Linked DNA regions of Mus musculus: all the other regions are linked to region 1. Evidence: chromatin contacts called from public HiChIP or PLAC-seq and promoter capture Hi-C data. All regions are on one chromosome and are shown on one strand. Each heading gives the region's core, a stretch centred on a gene start, on an enhancer-like site or on the middle of the called end of the contact. The rest is flanking DNA. Distances are from core to core; before and after follow the strand shown.

Evidence for each region. Promoter capture Hi-C pulls out the DNA fragments that hold promoters and counts their contacts. HiChIP or PLAC-seq counts read pairs in DNA pulled down with a chosen protein or histone mark.
Region 2: a contact with region 1 is called in an H3K27ac HiChIP or PLAC-seq map of oligodendrocyte precursor cells, with 13 times the contacts expected there. The contact joins two enhancer-like sites. A contact is called at or near these places in 2 of 15 datasets of contacts at CTCF or cohesin (large pre-B cells and pro-B cells), 2 of 484 Hi-C or Micro-C datasets (bone marrow-derived macrophages and nephron progenitors) and 2 of 115 datasets of contacts at active chromatin or transcription factors (embryonic stem cells and oligodendrocyte precursor cells).
Region 3: a promoter capture Hi-C map of embryonic stem cells shows a contact between it and region 1, with 5 times the contacts expected there. The contact joins the promoter of Tmem196 here to the enhancer-like site in region 1. A contact is called at or near these places in 22 of 39 promoter capture datasets (the 3T3-L1 cell line, 3T3-L1-derived adipocytes, the C10 cell line and 13 more), 5 of 484 Hi-C or Micro-C datasets (the 3T3-L1 cell line, bone marrow-derived macrophages, embryonic stem cells and 1 more), 6 of 115 datasets of contacts at active chromatin or transcription factors (astrocytes, embryonic basal ganglia, embryonic forebrain and 2 more) and 2 of 9 other capture datasets (adipose tissue and liver).

Annotation. Positions count from the first base shown.
Region 1 is chr12:118,929,004-118,933,980 of GRCm38.p6, reverse strand. It overlaps Abcb5 (ATP-binding cassette, sub-family B (MDR/TAP), member 5), which reads left to right. Exons shown (of 28, transcript NM_029961.2): 10 at 1,373-1,486; 11 at 2,020-2,130. Among named protein-coding and RNA genes, the nearest start is that of Abcb5, 35 kb to the left of the region's middle. Within about 2 kb of position 2,905, at least 33 of the 459 cell types and tissues checked have an H3K27ac peak or open chromatin away from gene starts, as enhancers often do. A contact at or near this core is called in embryonic stem cells, oligodendrocyte precursor cells, second pharyngeal arch cranial neural crest and 1 more, where this site is marked.
Region 2 is chr12:120,013,471-120,018,447 of GRCm38.p6, reverse strand. It overlaps Tmem196 (transmembrane protein 196), which reads right to left. Exons shown (of 5, transcript NM_001294154.2): 3 at 3,446-3,700; 4 at 2,242-2,315. Among named protein-coding and RNA genes, the nearest start is that of Tmem196, 70 kb to the right of the region's middle. Within about 2 kb of position 3,052, at least 33 of the 459 cell types and tissues checked have an H3K27ac peak or open chromatin away from gene starts, as enhancers often do. A contact at or near this core is called in oligodendrocyte precursor cells, where this site is marked.
Region 3 is chr12:119,943,174-119,948,150 of GRCm38.p6, reverse strand. It overlaps Tmem196 (transmembrane protein 196), which reads right to left and starts at 2,024. Exons shown (of 5, transcript NM_001294154.2): 1 at 1,531-2,024. The coding sequence starts at 1,677.

The sequences.
Region 1 (4,977 bases), core at 1,656-4,155:
GGGAAAGGGTCCATAGGAGCACACTCAGCTTGTGGGCCGCTTCCTGTGGGCCAGCATGGTTCAGACAACTCAAATGTTGCTGCAGCTGGAGAGACACAAACTCGCGAATTGGAGTGTCATCCTGAGAATAGGCCAAGACTGCTGGGGCAGCCTGTGTTTCCCTTACAGTCTTCATCCTGTCTTCCATCTTGTTGTTTTGTTTTGTTTTGTTTTGATTCTTTTTATTAGATATTTTCTTTATTTACATTTCAAATGCTATCCCAAAAGTCCCCTATACCCTCCCCCCCGCCCTGCTCCCCTACCCACTCACTCCCACTTCCTGGCCCTGGCATTCCCCTGTACTGGGGCATATAAAGTTTGCAAAACCAAGGGGCCTCTCTTCCCAATGATGGCCAACTAGGCCATCTTCTGCTACATATGCAGCTAGAGACACGAGCTCTGGGGTACTGGTTAGTTCATAATGTTGTTCCACCTAAAGGGTTGCAGACCCCTTCAGCTCCTTGGGTGCTTTCTCTAGCTCCTCCATTGGGGGCCCTGTGTTTCATCCTATAGATGACTGTGAGCATCCACTTCTATATTTGCCAGGCACTGGCATAGCCTCACACGAGACAGCTATATCAGGGGCCCTTCAGCAAAATCTTGCTGGCATATGCAATAGTGTCTGGGTTTGGTGGCTGATTATGGGATGGATCCCCAGGTGGGGTAGTCTCTGGATAGTCCATCCTTTCGTTTTAGCTCTAAACTTCGTCTCTGTAACTCCTTTTATGGGTATTTTGTTCCCTATTCTAAGGAGGAATGAAGTATCCACACGTTGGTCTTCTCTCTTCTTAATTTTCTTGTGTTTTGCGAATTGTATCTTCGGTACTCTATGTTTCTGGGCTAATATCCACTTATCAGTGAGTGCATATCTAACGACTTCTTTTGTGATTGGGTTACCTCACTAAGGATGATATCCTCCAGATACATCCATTTGCCCAAGAATTTTATAAATTCATTCTTTAATAGCTGAGTAGTACTCCATTGTGTAAATGTACCACATTTTCTGTATCCATTCCTCTGTTGAGGGGCATCTGGGTTCTTTCTAGGTTCTGGCTATTATAAATAGGGCTGCTATGAACATAGTGGAGCATGTGTTCTTATTACCAGTTGGAACATCTTCTGGATATATGCCCAGGAGAGGTATTGCTGGATCTTCCGGTAGTACTATGTCCAATTTTCTAAGAAACCGCCAGACTGACTTCCAGAGTGGTTGTCTTCCATATTCTTATGTAAGTCCTCTCATAGTCCATGAGCACAGGCCAAACACACCTCCCAATCCCATTGTCTTTCTTACTTCACTACAAGGTGACTATTGTTTACTTTGTCCCTGTAGGTTTTCTTCAGTGTGATCCATAGTAGTTACTGCATTGGATCTGTAGCCCCTCACCTGGAAACCTTCACAGTAGCCAGAGGAGCTGCCTTTAATATTTTCCAGGTTATTGATAAGGTAGGAGCTCTCACTGCATTGAAAGATATCTGTCCTTACTCTAAGAAGGAACCTGAAAGATAGGAACATTCAACTCCGGAAAACCACAGGGTGGGTAAAACCTACACATTGGTTATTTGGTTATAGAGTGAAAGATTGTGGTTAACTTTTGTGGGGGAATGATTTTTTATTGAAAACTTCATGTCTGTCTAGTGGTAGTGGCATACACCTTTAATCCCAGCACTCAAGAGGCAGAAGCAAGTGGATTTCTGTGAGTTTGAGGCTAGCCTGGTCTTCAGAACAAGTTCCAGCCAGGGCTACACAGAAAAACCATGTCTCAAAGAAAACAAAAAGCAATAAAACAAAATAAACAAAGAAAGAAAAAAAAGAAAGGAAGAAAGAGAAAGAAACAAAGACAAAATTTCATGTCTAGTTTCATGTACTTCTAAAACAGGAAGGAGATTTTAAAAGAACTTTAGGGTCCATCTCTAAACTATTCTGGGATAGAAGCTTAACCCTTTAAAGATGTATAACAATCTCTTTGTTTTTCCAAGAAACCCAATATAGATAACTTTTCAACAGCTGGATTTGTACCTGAATGTATAGAAGGAAACATAGAATTTAAAAATGTTTCTTTCAGCTATCCATCAAGACCTTCTGCCAAGGTATGTTAAATTCAGTTTCATTCTTCCATTTTCTGACATTGTCTTCAGGCCAGAATCTTCTGTTGTGGGAACTTTTTTTAAAGATTCTTTTATTTATGTATGTGTGATATGTGACTATATGCTCGTTAACCTGTGGGAGTGTGCATATACATGTGTGCATGTACCTGTGGAGGCCAGAGATCAACATTTGGTGTCCTCTGTGATCAGCCTCCACCTTACATATTAAGGAAGTGTCTCTCACATGAACTGGAAGCTCTACAGTTTGGTTAGTTTGCTAGCCAGTTTGCTAAGGGATCTCCTGTTGCTGTTTCCCACACTGGGATTACAGATAGCTGCCTCCACCCCTTCCAGAATCCCTATGAATGCTCTGGAGTTAAACTGCAATCCTCAGACTTGCATGCCAAGTACTTGCCCAGTCCCTTCTTTCGGATGATTTTGACCCAGATTTTGTCTACTTCCTTAAAGAAGCAAGTAGGCCAATATCTGACAAGCAGTGAGCAAATATATCTGGATATTGCGGGGCTTGTGGTTTAATAATAAAGCTGTGGAGACATCTGTATAGCATAAGGCTGTTAGCCTGTTTGCTGGGCAGTCTCACAGCTAGCCCATAATTTAAACTGACATCTCCAGTCATTTGACTCTTTCTCAGCTCTACCTCAGGGCCTTGCTACCTTTCTTTCTCTCTCCCTGTCCTCCAACCAGTCCTCCAACCAGTCCTCCTGCCAATCCTCCTGCCAGCCCTTCTGCCCCAGATCCAACCGCAAGCTCTTTATTATGCTAAAATCCCCCTCCTTTTCGTCCAGTTGGCCTGGGAGGGGGCGGTGGGGGCGGGGAATAGTATGTGTGACCTTCCCTTTCACAGCTTGCTTTTTCTCTTGGGTTGGGTGAGAAAGCAACAAATATTTACAGATCCTGCTAGCCTGGCGCTGCCAACCCAGCAATTAACAATTGAGAATACAAGAGCATACCTTATAACACGTGTTATCTGCAACCGTGATTTATATTTTCCTTCCTCTCTCCTGTATTGGACCGATAGTCATTTTTAACTGCCAATGTTTCCTCCATGCTCCTTTTCTAAGCACACTAAAATGTCTTGGATTAATGCTGCCACCTACTGGTGATGCCGGGATATTATCCAGCTGTATTTAATTTATTTGAATATGGGAGTTTCCAACCTTCAGATGAGTTCCTGTTAAGCCTTCCCTCTCCTACCTTTAGGACTTCTACTGCATGTGCAATTGTATCTTAGATACCCTTCCTCTCACTTTCCACACTCTCATTCACACACACAGGCACACGTACATACCTGTGCCCGTGCACAGACACACATTTATCAAAACACAGTCTGTCCCATTCGAATCACTCGGCCTTTAATTGTTAATGCCCAGCCCATGCTCTCTTGGAGTGCACTCAACATACTAATCTTTTAAAAACAAATAATTCTTGGGAAAATATGTCTGCTGTTCCTATTAAATTGTCCTTATATTTGTATTTATATTTAATTAATGCATTTGCTTCCTCTGCTACCCACCCTCAAAAGGAGAATTGTTAAGGATTACAAAAGGCAGCTACTAACAAAATACGTAATTAGGATATAAGAAGTGGGGACAAAATTTTATGTGAAACAAATGAGATTGCTAATGCTATCAACTTCTAATGTGCCGTATAGAATTTGCATTAAAAATAATGCACCCACTTCTTTCTCTGTTTTTCTCTGACTGGCGTTTTTTACTGAAATTCTCTCCTCAGAGTCTTTTGCTTTATGACTTGTTTGTCACCATCGTTGTCTGGGTTTTTGCCTTTTCTCCTAACACAGCATTTTAGACTGCATTTTGGATATACATTTAAGCTGGGTTCTGGGACCCTGAGCACCAGTTATGCCAATAATGCCCCGGGCCACGCTCTCTGGGTTCTAAACAATTCTTATTTGTTTCTTTATTTTGAAGCTGGGTTTTCACTAGTACCCCAAGCAAACTCCTGGCTAGCATACCTGGGTAAACAATTGCCTTTAACTAATTTGTGTATCTGTTTGGGAGAGAAGGGGACATGCCACTTTGCACAGGTGAAAGTCAAGAACAGCTTAGCTTTCAAGACTTGGCTTTCCACTCCCAACTCACTATTTGGAATGTACCTTGTAAAAATATTAGACCTATTCTAAAGGGGAACTTTCCTAAGTAACTCAATTATTTGTCAAGATTCCACTTGCTACAAATTAAAAAATAAAACATTAATTTGGTTGTTTTAAGATTCGTGTAAGGTATTTCAGTTAAAAATGTGAAGTTTGCAGGCTTGGTAGATGATTTGCTTGGTAGTGAGCAAGTAAGGTACCCACTACTCAAACATGAGGCCGAGGGTCCAGATCTCCAGCACTCACTTAAAACCTGGTAGTTATGGCAGCCCACTCATAATCCCAGAATATGGGAGGCAGAGATAGAATCCCCCCAAAATGCTAACCAACCCAGACTCACTGAAAACTAGGCTCAGAGAGAAACCTTGCCTCAATATATAAGGTGGAAAGCAATTGAGGAAAACTCCTGTTGTGAACATGGAGCCTCTATGTGTATGTACACATACATACATGTATACCTGCACACATGCAAACACACATCATGTGCACATACAGTGTGCACATGGAACAAGGAAGGGAGAAGGAAGAGAGAGGAAAGAGGGAAAGAGAAAGCAATGAAGGATGAATGTGATCAAGATATACATACCATACTTATGGTAATGTCATAAAGAAACCCATTATAATTTTGTACAATTAAAATATGCTATTAAAAATATGGGAAGAGTTTTCTGTGCCTAGATAACTCCTAAATTAGATCTCTTCTATGTATAAAGAAATGT
Region 2 (4,977 bases), core at 1,803-4,302, 1.1 Mb before region 1:
ATAGAAACACAAAAATTACAGGCCATTGAAAGCCATTTTTTTGGAGGGGGAGGAAGGACAAGAATAGATACTGTTGTGATTTAGGAAATGAAATTTCATGGCATCTTGTAGCACATGAAAATGCTGAAGTGACAGCCTAGGTTTATATACACAAATTAGTTCACTCTATCCACATGCCCAATCCCTGTTCCCCCCGCCCCCTTTCTTCAACCCTTTACTGGAAGGTACTAACCTAGAACAAAGATGCCTAAGTGACCAGGTTTTCCCAATACCCAAACTCTTCTGTCAAGCACAACAACAAAATACCAACACATTCTATAGGTGTTTATAGAAAACCATGGGGCCTTTAGGTTTTCAGTGAGAAGATGCTTGTTGTGTTTAGGCTTTATTTTGTTTTGAATGGGTTCTAGAGAAGTAGCCCGGACTGGAATTAAACTTGAATAGCTCAAAGTTGCTTCAAGCTTGCAAACCTTCTGCTTCAGACTCATGAGTGTTGAAACTCTCAGTGTAAACCATCATGGCTAGCCAGGAAAATTGTTTATAACGACATGGTCACTTTTACAGTAAAAAAGTAACAATGAAAACTTGGGGCATGTTTTTAAAGGACTCAGAGAAATGTGCTTGGGAGGACATGAATATACAGATACAAAAAAATGAAGTAACATAAAAAGTTTCATTTGCAACTATAGAAAATACTAGAATCTTAGATGACTTGAATTCATATAGTTTGTTTGTTTGTTCATTTGGTTGATTTTTGAGAGAAGGCTTTATGCAGCCCAGGCTTGTTAGACACATACTAAGTACCTGGAGCTGGCCTTGAATTTCTGACCCTCTTGTTTCTACCTTCTGAGTTTTAGAAACCCAGGCATGTGCCACTGTGCCTGGTCTACAAGATGCTTGAGATACTAGGCAATAACTCTACAATCTAGGTCACTTTCCCAGGTCCTGAGTTTATGATTAGGGGCCAATTCACATTTACCATAGTACATGTATTATAGATAGTATATTAGCAAATTTGTCTATTATGCAAGATTTACAATTCTGTATTTTAAGAAGCTGACTTTCAAAAGGGTGGCAAAAATATTTCAAGTGAAGCTGTTTTCTTAGTCTTCTGCTTGCTACCCATTTCTATCTTGTTTCTGTCAGGGAGACTTCTAAGGATGAGCACAGTGAAAACGGGACTAAAAATGTGGAATAATTGGGCTGGTATTAAGCTTATAATGATAAAAGGTGATTGACAGAAAAATTAGCCAAACTCAATTCCCAAAATTAATATAAAATTTAATGAAGCACATTTTATTTTATCCTGCTAGAAGAGAAAGAAAACTTCTTAGTAAGTACATAGAAATAAGAATCTCAGTTGCCTTTTCCATTCCCTAAAAAGACTTCAAATAAAAGCCTAAAGCTCACACAACTAAGGTATCAATATTTTCTGTAAGATTTTAAGAAAAATGTTTTCTAAAATCTTATAAATTTAAACAATACTCTTAACAAAATTCATTCAATCACAGACACAGTAAAATTACCATTAGAAAATAATAGCGAAAGTTAGTTTTAAATGGATGAGTCTCATCATTTCATTTGCAAATTGGCATTTACAATTTAATAAGACCATACTCCTAATCTGGGCAAGAACATACTTGGACATTTATAAATAAATATACTTCTTTTAAATGGACTGCAAATGTAACTTTCTGCATTTCCAGTTATTCTCTTTGGCCAAACTAAGAGTCTTGAATATTTATTGTTAACAACTGGAAATATGTGAAATGAATTGGAATATCAGATAATTTTACCAAAAGAAAAATTACACACAGACATTTTACTATATTAATGTTAAACTTTGGCTATTGGTTCATGCAATTTTGGCATGATAGAATTACAGTTTGTCTTTATCCAGACTCATCTATTATTAAAACAAAAGTCTCATCTGTGAATGATGGTACTGAGTCAGAATTGTGATGCAGCAGAGAATAAAGGGAATAGTGAATCATCCAAGCAGTACAGTACTTGGATGCTTAGAGGCAGGCTGAATATTTGAAATACTCAACCAACATTGAAGCTGTAAGATTTTGCCATGTAGGTTTATGTCTGTTCCTCAGAGTAACCCTTCTAAAAGTGATACTTTGAGGAGCACACAGCATCAGTCCAGACTGATCTGTGGATGCCATGGCTTTCTAATAGAGGCAGTGCTTCCTGTAGCAACATTACAACATGGTAACTCCCTAGAAGTCAGCGTACCTTGTAGGTAACTCTGGTGTCGGGGGCACCACCGGGCAGCTGGGCAAGTCGGTTATTTCAATAGCCCTCAATCTCTAATGTAAATATAACAATTATACAATAAATATTGAAGAAACATATGCAAAGAAAAGCTAAATAACACCAGCATAAAAACAGAATATAAAGGAGCTGCTATCATATGCAATAATCTTCTATTTTAATAACCCACTTAAAACTAATAAGTCCTTTTATTTTGAATGACATGTACAAATCTGACCACAATTGCTTCCTTGGGACAATCAATGAGAATCTCTTCTCTGTATGTATAGATATACAAAATAAAGACAGATGAACAACAAAATAAATATTTAACTTGAAAATAACATGATGATATGCATAACTCTTGCTACTATTTCTTTTATGCTATGACTGTATGATTTTATTTTCAAGAAATAAATCAAAATGTAATTTTCCCATTATCTTAGTGAGTTTTACAGATGTTTATCTTTTCCTGAATAGATCAAGTAATAGGAACTGAATTTAAAAATGTGTATCAAACTAAATGTGTTAATAGGAACACATTCAGATCTTTCTATAATGTTTGCTCCTTAATGCAACTAATGTAAGTTTCTGTTTGAATAGGTTTCATGAAACAATTATGCAATCAGCATTTTGTAAAATACAGGCAAAGCTATACAAATATGCATGAAGTTTAGACGAGAATTCAATGAAGCTTTATATGGATTGTAATATCTTCACTGATAGACAAGGCTTTTTGTTGCCTCACTAAAGAGCCTCTTTTATGCTTGAGGACCTAATTTACATAATCAAATGCATCTACTTATAAGCACAAAGGATGTACTGGAAAAGAGAATTCATGTGATTTCTAAAGCTGGCATTATTGAGTGGAGGCTGTATTTAGTTTATGTTTTTCCTCACTATAATACATAAAAATCCATATTTATAAGGTGCTTAATATTTTATAAAATGCCATTTTAGGAGCTATGGTTTCAAATAGACAGAGGCTACAAAATTCTGCTGAAAATGGCTGTACTTATGAATTGCAGAGAAAACTAATTAAAAACCCCTGCTCTTAATATAATAGGGTCAGAATTACAAAATGTGATTCCACAAATTGCCATGTAAGCTTGCAAATTGATCCACCTAGATTGTAGTGTTCATTGCATGGTAGCAGTGTGAGGCAAAATGAAAAAGAAAAACTCACTTTCTCAGCCATTTCATGAGAGTGATGCAGGGAATGTTCCCTTTCTGAGAACATCCTCCTTTGCTCATAGCTGGCTAGACGACAAGTGAGCCAAGAGGAGACAGTGCAGCCCCCAATGCCGATACATGCCAAAGACATGGAAGCGAGATGCAGTGGGTACAGGGAGGAGGTCTTTTTTGTGACTGCCCGAAGAAACTGAAAATTCAGGATGCCTCCAATGAGTCCACAGATACAGCACGCTGAAAAGAGGATCATCTAAGAAAAAGAAGAAAAGGGAAGTTAAAGTTGATAAGGCTGTGATGTCCAGAACATAGAGCCTGATGTTGCTGCAGGCTAAGAATGGTGAACCTTCAATGAAAAGAATACTCTTTCTTTGTTTATAAGGAGGTAGAACAGGTGTGCCTGTCAGTAACGACTTCATTCAGTCTGACATAATGTTGATAAAGTACATCATAGAACTTCCAAAATGGAACCAATAGTATATCTTATGATACTCTGAAGGAAACCAAATTTAGCTTTTGGCTAGTTTCAGATGAAAATAATAACCATGTCCTATATGCATGCTTATTGTGTGAAGAACAGATATCAGCTGCATGATTCCTAATACAATATAACTGTATTATGCACGTATGAGATATTTGTACAATATGTTGTATAATACAATAGTAATAGTATTAGTGCATTTGGAAGAATGAATAGTGATCAGGTCAGATTCTTTGACTTAAATTCAGCTTTATTTTGTTATCTTTTCTAAGCATCCAAGTATCTATAATTTTCAACCTCGGTGAACTTTGGGAATTTATCTCAATCTTCTTTTTTTCTTCATTACTTTCTTGTATATATCTTCTAATAGGTATCTTAGGGACTTTCTATAACCTGGCCCAGCACCATTCAATTATTTTTGTTGTTCTCTGGCACCACCGTGAACTGTTACAGTGTTGTTTGATTGAGTGTGGTTTTTACTGTTGATCTTACATTTGGCTTAACACGAGTATCTATTTATAAAGATAAGATGTTAACTCAACCTAAAGAGGATCCTTGGCGGCATGTGCTTTCTGTGTAGTAAATATCCTTTGAATACTTAATAAATTTAGTTGACTATTTATAGAGCTTCATAATAACTTTATGTGCTTTAAGCAACTGGTTTAAATTACCTTATAGGATTTAATAGATCTTCTATAAGGCTGTACTAACTTATTACCCAGTCATATTTTTATTTTATGGAACACGGTAGCCAATTACACTCCTCTCCCTGGTCCTTGGGACAAAACATTAGGCCTCTTACATGCTAGGCATGGACTACTTTGTACCTGTACAACTGTACTATCCCCACCCAAGCCTTTCTTGCCCATTGATACACATTTTATCTCAAGGACACTTATATTTTCCTGGAAGTAATTTTGCTTTTTCTTTGGACCGACCCCTAGCAGGAAAAATAAGTCGTAACTTTTTCAGAAGGCCTTACTGGACATTATTGATATTATCTGTTGTGTTAATTCTTTAGGGAAAACAGTTTTATAACTTACTTTAGT
Region 3 (4,977 bases), core at 775-3,274, 1.0 Mb before region 1:
CTTGCATTGTATTTTATTTTGATAGTTGGGCATTAGAAATTTTATTAATAATAATAACCACAATTCTCAAAATACTTATAACCACGTAATAGATGTGGAATTTAAGATGGACCCCTTATTCTTTCAAACTCAAAGTTATACTTACATTGGCAACATTTCCATATTAAAGAACAAGATAGTTAATGTGGGTTGATATAAACTTATAGAATTCAAAAAAAAGATTCTAGGGGTAATTTAATGCTAGAATTGTTCTTTTCCTTTTTGTCTTTTAAGTTGTTTAATCTATAAACATGTATCATACCTGAAAAAAAGTATAAAAGCCAATTATTCAAGGTACAATTTCACAGTACTCAGAGGGCTGGAACACCTTTTATGAATGACTTTGGAATGGATTTTCTTAAATTCATAAATGATCTTTCTCTTAGTAATTTAGTGATGAAATCGTGATTGTTAAATGGAGTATGGATTGTCAACAGCAGAATAGCTCCTTAATAAATTATGCAGGAAATACAATCAAGTTAGAGACTCAGGTTGGCATGGCAGCTATGAGGAGCTAGGAGAGAGAGGGGAAAAGGAAGGAGGATCAACACACACACACACACACACACACACACACACACACACACTACACACACACACACACACACACACACACACACACACACACACACACACGAGAGAGAGAGAGAGAGAGAGAGAGAGAGAGAGAGAGCGCCTTTTCATTATCAGGTAGTTATTTTATTGATTTTGGTGGCTTCCTTGCAATTCTTCCTACATGAGCAAACAAAATGTTTGTTAGGTCTGCCCCTGACCTGAAACAAAACAAAACAAAACAACCCCCCCCCCAAAAAAAACCCAATATTGTTTTCTGAGTAGATAAGCACACTTTAAAGTGAGTTACTCTACCATTAGGATGGCATTACATTTCTTACTGCTGTTTGTTTAACTGGTGGCCTTGAACTTACAACAGAATATTCAGAAGTGAGTATGAGAAAGGTAGCAAGGCAAATTGAAAGCAGTGCTTTCTGAGACAATGCTCATCTTTCCTCAGACCTTTCAGAGGCTCAGCTCACTTTCCATTTTGGTCATATCACTGTTGCATCGGTGCACCTTGAGCATACTGCCCACATATAAACAGATAACTACCCCTTGCTTGCTCTTTGTACAATAAAATGATGTAACATTTTCAGTAAAAGACATAAACAAGTGAGTTTGCCCTTGTCAGGTGTAACCCTGTAAAGACTAACACTGGTCAGTCTTGCAGAATCCTCAAACTGACCCTCCTCCCCTCAAGTTTAAATAAAGCCATTCATTTTAGTTTTAAATCCAGTGAAGAGGAAAAAAGCTTCCCTAATACACAAAAAGACAATATAAACCAGCAGAGCTTGTCAATTGGAACCTACAGGCAGAGGAGTATTATAATATTGTTTTCCCAGGAGACAGTGACTAAGGCACGCACACACTGACCATCCCCGAAAAGAGGTAAAGAGAGAGTGAAATGGCTCAACGTACACACACCCCGCTCCATACCGGGGACGAGTCTCCGAGCTGCGGCGTGTGCTCTCGGAGAGCCAGGCTGAAGCTGACCGCCCCCACGGCCACGCTGGACACCCCCAGCCCTATCTCCAGCACAGAGAGCACCAAAAGGCTCCCAATGATCTGGCCGCTGGTGCACATTCTCCTTGGGTCATCATTCCTTCCAGCTCAGAGATGAAAGCTGATCATCTACCTTCTTTCTTCCAAAGTCCTCCTCAGCCCCTTCCGCCCCCTACCACAGTCCAGCTCCTCAAACTTTTCTTTCTTCACCAGCAAAACATTATCCACAAGGTCTGGATTTTCAGAACCAGAGAACCATTTCCGTGGGCCTGGCCAGAGAAGACAGCTAATCCAGCCCGTGGCGGGTTCACACAGGGACTGTTGAGCGATGGGTGGGAGTCCAGAAGCTTTTATTGAGGAGCCAGGCTCTGGAGAACGGACTCTGGATCGGAAGCCTTGCCAGTGTCGGAGGCGCAGTCCAGAGTTCTGCCGTGTCTCTGCTCTGCGCCCCCAGGAGCCTTCCGCACCTCTCTGGCTCCCTTCTTCCTGGCGGAGGAACCAAGCTTGATTTCCTAGTAATAAAGGGGAGCTGCTTACAACTCCTCTCCGCCTGTCCTCTCGCCTTCCCTCCTTTGTTTTCCTGTCTGCGCAAAGTGCTTCTGTGAGTCTCTAGGTCTCTAGGCAGAGCGGGTGGATGGTATTCAGCACCACGTTCCTAGCACTTGCTGTGTCGCCAGAAAAAGCGACCTTGTCTGATGGCCTCTTTCCGTCTGGATTTTTTTCCCCCGTTGTTGTCCTCTTCCTCCCCCCTCTCTTGAATCTGATTCTCTCTCATTGCTATGACCTCATTGGGGTTTAGGAGGCTAACGGAGGAGGGAGAATCCTGATGTATTTGTGGGTCTAGGACCAATACTCTTGGCTGACCTCTGATTCGCCCCGCCCCTGCACCCAACCTAAGTATCCTAAACTCGTTACTCCTCTACTCAATTCCTCTTGGGTTTCTGCCTCAGACAGGAGGGGTGGCTATGCCTGGTCCTTATATCAATATAGGCTCATTCTATGCAAAACTTTCCTCTACATGTACTTTTCTCTGGTTCAGGAGCAAAGGAAAACCAAGTGCACGGAAATAGAAAGAAGCCAGACCCCTGATTATACAAAGATTTGAGCGGACCCTCATTGGAGGACTCATTTATATCAGTGAGCCCAGACTGGAGCCTGCTCTTTAAGAGAGAGGGTCCATTCTGCTATCACTACTTTGTACCTTCTTATCCTAGAGGGAAGAAGCTGTCTGCTGGAGGCATATTTTCCTTGATAGCTACATACCTGAGAGGCATAGTCAGAAGCAGCTTACAGAGACCCTGTGTTGTTATCTCATTTCAGTTGAGATACATACACTTAAGTACTACACCAGAACAAGCATTACTTATAAACAGAGAAAAAGTCTGACCTAGTACAAAACTGATTTTGACCATCTTCAATTCTGAATCATTATGGCAGGGACTCAAGCGTGGGCTGTGTGATTTTGTTGCTCTTTCTGGTGAATTTTGGGAGCCTAGATATAGTGGAATTGCTTATATTTTACTGATCCCCCCCCCCCCCCCAGGAAACATCTCAAGGTGTTCTACTGAAAATTTTCTGGATGAGTTCTGAGTTATGGATTCATCAACCATCTTTCTCAAGAACTTATTCTTCAGTTAGAGATGCGTTGAAGGGAAATATAGACAAAGGGGACCACAATATGAGGGCATCTTTGCCTCTGCCCACATGCAGACAAATACACAGTAAGCTCCTTTGGGATTACATGACGCATTTTTTATTTTCAAGAACCAATGTGAGGAAACAGAAGCCCTAATTCTGCCCCAGGAGTGTCAGTTTTACCTTTATATATTTGATTCAGAACATGCTTCATAGCTTAACTTCTACACTCTCATTTCTTTTTTTATGATATGCTTATTTTACAAGTTTTAGAACTTGAGAAAAAGAAAATCAAAGAAGGATTGCGAGTTATTAAATGTTAAGGAATTTTCAGCTATTGTGATATTCAGAGCACAACTTATATAAGTGATGTTGACTGATAATTAGTGATGTTCCTTTCCACTTCTCAAAACATTTCCCTCCAGATAACCAGTTTCCAGAATTTCTCAAGCAGTTTGTGGATTTAAAAAAGCAATACTTATGATATTTAAATATTGTATAAGTCAAACGTAAACAGAAATGAGACATCTATGCTACTTCACTTCTGGTTTGAATTTAGCTACTTTGTTTTGTCTTTCTATTTTTTATTCTTTTGGAGGAAGAAAACAAGTTATGATCATCAAAAGGTATTAGTGTAGTTTTCTGTGGAAAAGAATTACCCTGGGAGAGAATTATAGTGAACACTCATTTGATGTTAACCATATAGGAGTTTTAAAGGAACAAAGAAACATGTCACCTCTTGAGTTTGATTGTTCATTACTGACAGACATGATCATTTGAAGCCAGTTACTTCAGTATCTAAAACTCTAGTCATATACCCAAATATAACCACCCTTGATTGATTCTGGATCACTTGTATAAAACACAAAACTTCTGAAAATCACAATTAAACCAGAACAGATTAAATCTATGAGTAGCTACAGTTGAGTTAAGAGCAAACAAATATTTTAGGAGTGATATATTAAAAAATTATTATCTACAGAAGAAATTAATTGTCCCATTCCGACTACCAACATTAGAACTGCAAGACATTTACAATACCTTTTCTTTGACACAAAGTATATTTTACATTTTCAAACAATGTAAAGAGTTTCCTAAAGTGATTCCAAATACTTTTTTTTTTTTTGCTGATTAAGACATAGTTATTTTCTTTTTTTTCACTTTTTATTTTTTAATTGGGTATTTATTTCATTTACATTTCCAATGCTATCCTAAAAGTCCCCCACACGCTTCCCCACCCACTCCCCTACCCACCAACTCCCACTTCTTGGCCCTGGCGTTCCCCTGTACTGAGGCATATAAAGTTTGCATGACCAACGGGCCTCTCGTTCCACTGATGGCCGACTAGGTCATTTTCTGATTCATATGCAGCTAGAGACACGAGCTCCGGGAGGGGGGTATTGGTTAGTTCATATTGTTGTTCCACCTATAGGATTGCAGGTTCCTTCAGCTCCTTGGGCCAAATACTTTTAACATTTCTTCATACTCACAAAAATCAAGAACAAAAACAGAGTTCAAGCTGAAAAATTATTATTCTTATCATTATCTCTCAAAATCATGTCAAAATAATTATAATAGGCCAGCCTGGTCTACAGAATGAGTTCCAGAAAAACTCTGTCTCAAAAAAACCACCCCCCCCAAAATTAAACTATAAACCAAGATAATTCATATAAAATCCATTCTATCTAAATTCCAGTGCATTCACAATCCAGGATTTAATTTTTCTTACATCACAGCAAGTATTTC